2 separate regions of the Mus musculus genome follow, and region 2 is linked to region 1. The links are chromatin contacts, called in public Hi-C maps. All regions are on one chromosome and are shown on one strand. Each heading gives the region's core, a stretch centred on a gene start, on an enhancer-like site or on the middle of the called end of the contact. The rest is flanking DNA. Distances are from core to core; before and after follow the strand shown.

Region 1 (4,367 bases), core at 688-3,187:
TCAAAACAGTAATAATCTTGAAACAATTGGCCAATTCTGCACAGCTATAAAACCTCTTTACTGAGTCTGTAGCTCTACTTCTGTGGTTTTGGTGGGATAGCACAGCCCCCACATGATAAAGTCTTTGCTCAAATTTGACAGAACTGACATTTTCCGTTCATCATAACCTTGCTGCTACCCTCCCTTCTGCTCCTAAGTCAGACCATGAACACATGCCTCTCCGCTCTTTCACATGTGGAATGAGAAATGCCCCAATAAAGTAACTCTGACTTCACTGCAGAGTGCAGGCATAATAATGACTTTCCTGGAACGGGTACAGCAGCTCTGCCAACACACACATACACACACACACACACACACACCTTCCACATGTTGGTGTATCCTTTGCTCCAGTGCACTAGGCAAACAGCTTGTGTTAAAGCACCAGGCCTTTCTCTGTAAGTTCCACTCACAGTCAGGTCCTACTTGAAAGAGTCTGCATTATCGGGTCATCTGTTTATCAGTGGCAACTGTTCTTTAAGCTTCTTTACTATGGTCAAACTCATTTTCTACCATGCCTTTGGACTTGAGGGTTTACCTCAAACAGCAGGCACCTGGAAGCATCAGACTGATACAGCCCTAAAGAGATAACTTAAATGAGACTTGAGTAGCCTTTCCCTTTTTACAGCCTTTGCCTCGTTCTCGTGAGACGCCTACTTTGAGTCCCGAACAGAGCCAGCCGTTTTGTTCATCTCATGCCAAACACAAGCGTTTCTACGGCTTCCAGAGGCTGCGAAACTGAAATCTGTGTCAAGCTTGCTGAGTTAGGTGCCAAGGCAGGATACTGATGGGTATGCGGCCAGCCTGGGTTCAAATGATGAGTTTATGTCTCAAAAAAGCCAACCAATCAACCCATCAACCAACCAACCAACCCATCAACCAACCAATCAACCCATCAATCAACTAACCCAGCAACGACCAACCAATCCACCAACCCACCAACCAACCAATCCACCAATTACCCAACCCGCCAATCTATCAGTCACTAGAAACCTCTTTTTTTGTTTACCACTAAGGAGAACACAGGCAGAGTCAAAGTCGTGTCCTTAAGTCTCTTTGGAGCACAGAGAAGGCTACATCAGTTTCTGAAGCATCTTCACAAAATAAATAAATAAATAAATAAAAGCAAAGCCCCAGCCTGAAGCTACCAGCTCGGGAGAGAGACCAAACACACAGGGTGGCATAACTCCAAAGCACCTACAGCTAACCTCAGAACAACAGGCAGCAGAGGCAAGGAGAGCTTACACGTCAAACAGTCTGCCTTCTTCCATAAAACACGTTCCCAGCGTTTGGCTCAGATTTCTGCGATGTTTTGAAAAGAACATCACTGAGCATTCCAAAGCATCAAACTGGTTCCAAATGATCTGTGGGCCTCAGACTTGGAAGCTGGCTTTGCAGCTCGTTTGGCTCTAGGTGAGCAGCTTCCTCTCAGGCCTGAGTCCCTGTCAGGCCCACTGATCATCTAGAACGCAAAGCCGGACCACTCAATATCAGCACCCCACCCCCACCCCCCACACAATGGCTGCTGTCATTTACTTGGCTCGAATCAAGAGTAATTATAATGGCTTTTGAAAACTGCCTTTCCCCAAGCACGTTGTCAGAAATGTACTTCGGGGATAAGGAAAACACAGCAGAAAACTTAACCAGCACAGGTACTGAAGGTTTGAATAAAGGGGACGTGAAGGCCTAGGCAACGTATCCAGGGCCACTGTCTCTCTAGCCACAGCGTTTTCCCAGTATCTGCTCACTGGCTCAGATTTCTTCCATGCTTGCTTGCCTGAAACCAGAGCTAGGAAAACATCTGGATTGCATTTGTGGACTAACAAGCGGCAGAATAAACCGGCTGACACAACGTCAAAAACAGTAAGGGAAAATAGACCTTGCCCTAAATTCGGGGTGGGTACTCATGCGTCAGTGAACACACTGAAGGGTGATCAGCCTTCGGTAAGCAGGTTTCACACAAAGAAAGGGTTGTCGAAGAAACGTAACTCCCACTCTAACATCATACGCGGGGCACGTAAGAAACTTTTCTCTTCACAGTGGATCTGCACAGAGAGGGGCTTAGAGGCGTGGAGTTTGATTCTGGTGGCGAAGCCTGGCTCTTTGGCTCTCTTTCTAGTCTCTGACTCAGCTGATAACTTAGACAACCAAAGCAGTCCACACTTTATCCTCATTACTGCGTGTTCTCCCCAGAGGCGTGCCTATGAACGGAACACGATAAATCAAAACAAGCTCACTTCAGGAGCCTTCCAAATGAAACTGTGTTAGTATTTAACCAGCTCCTTGCTGAATGGAGTCCTAATTTCCAACCTGCCCATCTTCAGACATCCCTACAAATGAGAACTTGCCACATTCATTTACAAAGAGGCTCAGGTGGCCGATTCTGTCGGCTGGTCAGGCCCAGCACCTATGCTAGCCGGTGACTGATCAGGTAGATGGCTCCAGGCTTGCACCATTCTGCCCAGTGCAGGGCTCCCCTGTTGGGAGGAAGTGACAAGCTTGTACCATAGCCCAGGTCCTACCAGCTCTCTTTCACTACCAACCAGTCCATTGTTGCTTTGGAGGAGCCAATAGACACAGCCTACTTAATTTCTTTTCACTCAAGAAATATGCTGCAGGCTGGCTGGGCATGGTGGCGCACGCCTTTAATCCCAGCACTTGGGAGGCAGAGGCAGGCGGATTTCCGAGTTCGAGGCCAGCCTGGTCTACAGAGTGAGTTCCAGGACAGCCAGGGCTATACAGACAAACCCTGTCTCGAAAAACCAAACCAAACTAAACAAAACAAAAAAACAAAACAAACAAACAAAAAAAAAAACAAAAAAAAAAAAAGAAAGAAAAAGGAAAAGAAATATGCTACCATATTTCAACATTTCTACCTTGACCCTTCTCATAGGTATAGATTCCCTCAAGTATAAGTGAATTAATGAAGGGATTCCTCTCCACCCCTGTGCCTTTTCTTTCATTGGCTTATCACAATCATTTCTTCACCACCACTTGCACATTCTTTTCAAGGCCCATCATTGGGTGTCCACAGACTGGGGTGACCAAAACGTAGGCATGTGTGTGCCCAAAAGGAAGCACAATGAAAGCTTTTACTAGAAAAGGTTCGCCCCTCCAGGACTCCTCACTGCTCTGTAGAGCTTGCCTGTGTGGGTATAAGAAGGCAGAGCAAAGGAATTCACACTGCTGCGCTGCGGTTTTATGTAGATGCTGGCATTACCATACATGGAACTGGGGTTTCAGAGCTGCTGCTGAGTGAGTACTCCAGTGGTTAGGAGCACTGCTACAAATTCTTAGATGAAATCTGACCAAAGAAGAAGCTAAGAATGGGTCTCAGCTGTGAGCAATTAGCAATGGAAGTAAAAGCTCAAAGACTCCTAAAGGCCAAAAAAAAAAAAAAAAAAAAAAAAAGTTGATCCCCTAAACAGGTCCGGGTGTTTCAAACTCCAATCTGAAGACAAGCAACAGTTTTAATGGCAATGTTTCACTCTTCTAGCTTCTAAGAATCGCAGCATGGAAGAGACATACAACCGAAGTACTTAAGAGTATTATGGCAAGCCAAGCCATACTATCAAAGGGACAACGGCGGTCACAGAGACGAGATTTCTGATGCTCACTGGAACTGGGTCATGGTGGCTTAAGAATGTCCCCCATAGGCTCATATATTTGACCGCTTTAGTCATTAGGAAGTGGCACTATTAGAGAAAGGTTAGGAGGTGTGGCCTCGGGAAGTAGCTGTGGTCTTGGTAGAGGAAGTGCGTCATGGTGGGGGGTTGGCTTTGAGTTTTCTAAAGCCCATGCTAGGCCCATTTTTTTCTTCTCTCTGCCTTCTGATCATGATGAAGCTCTTAGCAACTGCTGCAGCATCCTGAGTGCCACCACGCTCCCATGCTCTTGCCATGTTCCCACCCCAGCCCCCGCGCCACGATGACAATGGACTCACTCTCTGAAACTGTAAGCAAGCCCCCCAACCAAATACTTTATTTTATAAGTGTTTCTCGGGTCCTGAGCGACTGAACGCTGACCAAGGCTAGCTCACGTCTTTATCTGGGAAGAGAGATATCACTGAGTACCTTGACTTTGGCAGTACATCCCGAGAGTCGAAAAATTCCTTCCGATTCCAGACCTGATTCCTCGACTTTCTGAAAAAACTAGAAATTGACAATAAATTACATAAATTAAATACCTCTGTAGGATGACAAACATTCTAATAATAATAGTAATAATAATAATAAGAAGAAGAAGAAGAAGAAGAAGAAGAAGAAATAATTCTAAATAATCTATGAACCTGATACACGGATGATTTCTGAAATACTAATAACTGGCCC
Region 2 (4,367 bases), core at 1,341-3,840, 120 kb after region 1:
GGGAAAACTCTATATTATAAACTCATAATCCAAGTTTGGAAGATGTGCTTGAAAGCATCTCATTAAAGGCCTGATTTCTACACTTCAGTTTTCACTATGCTCACTAAGCAGCCATTGTTTGAAAGAGACAGTGAAGGATTCAGTAATGAGGACTATAAACTAAACAGGGCTGATACTAACAAAGCTTCATTCTGAAAACGAAAATGTTTCCTTCTAGTTTCTTTGGCGTTGCTATGATCAGTTATGTAGCTTCGTTGCGGGGCTGATCTCAAAGGTCTGATCTTCTTGCCTCTAGCTCCCAAGTTGCTGGACTCACCAGCATGAGCCACCATGCTTGGCTTTATCCAATGCTGGAGACCAAATTTCAGAGCTTCATTCCTGTTGGGTAAGCCCTCCACCAACTGAGCTACATCTTCAGAATGAAGCTGGTTACTCTGCAAATGACAGAGGTTTGATTGGCCCGTGCTTCTGGGGAATGGGAAGTTCAAATAGCAAGGAGTCAGTATGCTCACAAGGGCTTGATGGCCATGTCAGAGCCCACAAATGCCAAGAAAAGGGGGCTGACTGCATACGGAAGGGGCCAAGCATGGAGAACAGCCCTGCTCTATTACAGCTTGTGCCCGGGAGAACTAACAGTCCTTTACAAACCGCATCAATTCTCCTGAGAATGTTGTAGCAAGATCTTTAACCCCTTCTTCTAGGCCCTGCCTCTAAAATATCTTCCTCTTTTCACTATCATCGGGGACAACCAAAGGGCGACCAAGTCTCCAAAATACAAACCTTGGTGCTCTCTCTCAAACCTCACCCAAACCACACTATGCGTTACCCAAGGAGGAGAAATGGACTTTAGAAATGCTAGGCTTCTTCTTTCTTCACTGTTGTCAGATTTTCAGTTCTTTGGGTTTTGTTTGTTTGTTCGTTTTTATGTTTTGTTTTAAGTTCCCTCCTTTAAGGATAGCAAGGAGCAGGGAGGGCAGAAAGGAGAGTAGAAGTTGACATGTGGAGATGATCAATGCAGGATATATGCATGCATAAACTGCCACAGTAAATCCCATTCGTCTGTGTGATCAAACAGTCCTAACGGTAATCTAGACAAAGCAAATACATAAATAAAGAGTGACGGGAAACAAATGAGCAACTAAAGAAGCCCCCTTTGTTCTGCCTCATCTGTCAATCATCCCTCTCAAGGCTCCTCTGCAGGATCCAGCCGCCTGCTGCCCCCACGGCTGTACTCAGCTCCCCATTACCTCCCACTCCTGCATCCAACTGGCTTCTGCCTCCATAACTCTATGAAACCCACAGCAGCCAAGTTCATCACACTAAAAAGAGCCCATGAATGAGTCTCTGTTGTCACCCTCACTTGCCATTTTACCATTGTTGATGCTGCTGATAAATGGTGTTGGCTCACATGTCCCTGCCCTCCTGGTTACTGCCATGGCTTTCAGGCCCTGCCAACCTCCTCCCATCCCCCTAGCTAGTAAAACTCTTCAGGTTCCATCCACTGCTGTCTTTAGGACTCTCCCACCCAATCCTCCCCAGTCCAGATGTGACTGTCCTCGACACGAGTCTCCCACGAGCAAATGTTTCTCAAAACCTTCCTAGACATCCATCCTCAGAGGACTGTCTGATGGGCATCCAAGCTTCTCTGTCTCACCAGCCTACAGGACCAAATGCCACCTGGGAAACTCAGTGCTGACCCGCAATCACCATTTATTCAATACCTAGAATGTCAAATCTTAGTCGATACCCCCAGACAGAACACAAGTCATGGTTCCTAAGGTCTGTTGTGTAGCCACCAAATTCTACAAACTTCTTTTGCTGGTGTCCCCATTTCATTCATGGCCACATGACCTGCGTTAGGTCATCCCCACCTGAACGACTTTGTCAACCAGCTACCATTTTTCCACTCCTTTTAAAGTCGTATTTTATAGTCTAGAGGAATGGAGGCTGAGAACTCACTGGGCTGCAGGAAAAGTAACAGCCAGGAAATTATTGCAGTTTTATTTATTTTTTCCCCCCGAGACAGGGTTTCTCTGTGTAGCTCAGGCTGTCCTGGAACTCACTGTGTAAACCAGGCTGGCCTTGAACTCAGAAATCTGCCAGCCTCTGCCTCCCAAGTGCTGGGACTAAAGGCGTGCGCCACCACTGCCCGGCTTGAAACTGCAGTTTTAATTTTATGGATCTCAATCCAAATTGGTCTTAAACCAAATTTAGAAAACAATGAATGAAAATTGGTTTGAGGAGGGTGTGTGTGTGTGTGTGTGTGTGTGTGTGTGTGTGTGTATGTATGTATGTATGGAGACGTTGAAAGAGACAAAGGGGTGCGCAGCCTGGGTAGGAATTGGTTAACTGATGGTTAGTGTTCCTGAACAGCAAAGCATTCCCCTGAACTCCTAGCAGAGCTGGTGCTGAAGTGTCACCTTGCATAGCAAGGACTTTCTGAAGCTCTGGCATCCGGGGAGTATCGCGTTTGTTTAGGCTCGGTCTAATCAGAATTTGCCGCAGTGGGACTTCTTATAAACAGTGAGTCATGTTGTTTTAGCTGGCCCTGACTCAGGGCCTCACAGGGCATGACACAGCCTCAAACACACAGGCACAGCGTACAAGGCCAGCTCCCTCCAATGACACGCGCCAGAAGCCAGATGAGGACTCGTCCTCCAGTACTGGGCTTTCTGCAACTAACCACAATGTGGATTTGACAGGAAATAGTCTCCAAGTAGACCTAGAGATTCCAGAGATGGTTCAAATTAAGAGGGAATGGAGTTTAGGTTAAAAATTCCAGGCCCAGGCATCTGTGCTTGGGTTTTCAAAACAGCATGTGTGGAAATTTTCAGTCAGCTCCCCCCACACACCCCACCCCTCCCCCATCCCCCATTAACTGCTTGGCTGCTTCACTGAGGTCAGTAAGTGTTTTTCTTTCGGATGCCAACGAAACATCACAAGTCTGTTTTGCCAACTCTGAGTTACACTGGAGGAGATAACATGACCGGGATGTCGTCCCAGCACCGGAGAGGAAACTGAGGAAATTACGTTGTCACTGATACTACCTCTTTTTAAAACCTTGGTGTTTCCCAGCAAGGAGCCCCTTTTCCCTCCTTGTGGTCCTGGCTCTTGGTCTGACTGAGTACTGCAGACCATGTCAGGGGCCTGAATGGATGCTACACGGGAGCTAGAAGCAGGTGACCAACAAACAGCCAAAGGACCTTGAGAGCAAATAAGCCCAGAAGCCCCAACTAAAGACCTGTTTCCCTGCCTTGCCTCTCTGATAAAGCCATGGAGGCTCTGCCTTCCACGCTCCAGTCACCCCTGACAGGTCACAGGAAGCTTAGTTTCTGTCATCAAGATACTCAGAAGTCCTAGGCTGGCTAAGTGCAGGGAATGTCACTTCCTAAGAGCAGGCAGTTAGCAGGAAAGGCCACACAACTATTTACTTGAAGCTAACAAATTGTCCAATCACGGGGCCTTCTTCGCTGTCATTAGAACTAAACTTTATCGACCCCAGTGCCTGAGAAAACAGACACGGGCAACCAGAGCCTGGAGGCAGATCTGAATCTGGCTTCCCCAGAAGATTCAAAGCCAGACCAAGAGGTCCAGTTTCTAAATGGGGGCCATCTTAGGTCAGCATCCTCAATGTATAAGGATCGGTGATGGATAGGGGTTGTGCTTAAAGCTTACAGCACAGGAGGCAAAGGAAAACAACAACATCCCCCCCTCATCCTGCTGTTGAAAACCAGGTATTCCTCGGTTACCTGGCTGGCCTCAAATTCCTGGACTCAGCTTCCCAGGTATCTGTCGCTCAAGGCGTTCTCTTGAAATTATATGGAATGCCCACAAGGATCTGGGACACAACTCAGCTTCTAAAGTAAAAGCTGAGACCTCAGAGCCTCAAACGACAAGCGGTCGAATAACTGAATGGGTAAGAAGCCAGCAATAGTAAAAACCTTTCTGGATACACTATAACCAAGAATTGATTTAAAATCACACACACACAGACACACACACACACAGACACACACACACACACACACACACACACACACACACACACACAGGACCACCTGCAGGTGTTTGTGGCAGTGGAGTCTCCTATTGTGTCCCTCCACACTGCTCATGTCGGTATGCTGCACCGACTAAAGCACCTTGGCTCAGATCTGAGACTGAAGACAGGAATTTCACTGTGCACATAAACTTTTCTGTTCAGACAGAAACAACAAATTAAATAGGGGAAATGTTTACTATTCTTCTACTACATTCTCCAGCACGTATAAAACCTTTGGCCTGTGCTATTTTAGAATGTTTGATTCTTTAAATTACTGTTCAAATCCTGAATAATAAAAGAACTGCTCGAGATATCCCTATTCCTGATC

The links. Hi-C and Micro-C count contacts between places; a contact is called where the count stands out from the background.
Region 2: a contact with region 1 is called in a Hi-C map of muscle stem cells, with 2.2 times the contacts expected there. The contact joins two enhancer-like sites. A contact is called at or near these places in 21 of 484 Hi-C or Micro-C datasets (the 3T3-L1 cell line, the C2C12 cell line, MC3T3-E1-derived osteoblasts and 12 more) and 1 of 9 other capture datasets (adipose tissue).

What each region holds. Positions count from the first base shown.
Region 1 is chr17:67,864,839-67,869,205 of GRCm38.p6, forward strand. Arhgap28 (Rho GTPase activating protein 28) reads right to left here. Exons shown (of 18, transcript NM_172964.4): 10 at 4,113-4,190. Among named protein-coding and RNA genes, the nearest start is that of Arhgap28, 140 kb to the right of the region's middle. Within about 2 kb of position 1,938, at least 63 of the 459 cell types and tissues checked have an H3K27ac peak or open chromatin away from gene starts, as enhancers often do. A contact at or near this core is called in adipose tissue, embryonic fibroblasts, muscle stem cells and 2 more, where this site is marked.
Region 2 is chr17:67,986,546-67,990,912 of GRCm38.p6, forward strand. All of the region lies in intron 1 of Arhgap28 (Rho GTPase activating protein 28), which reads right to left. Among named protein-coding and RNA genes, the nearest start is that of Arhgap28, 15 kb to the right of the region's middle. Within about 2 kb of position 2,591, at least 144 of the 459 cell types and tissues checked have an H3K27ac peak or open chromatin away from gene starts, as enhancers often do. A contact at or near this core is called in adipose tissue, embryonic fibroblasts, muscle stem cells and 2 more, where this site is marked.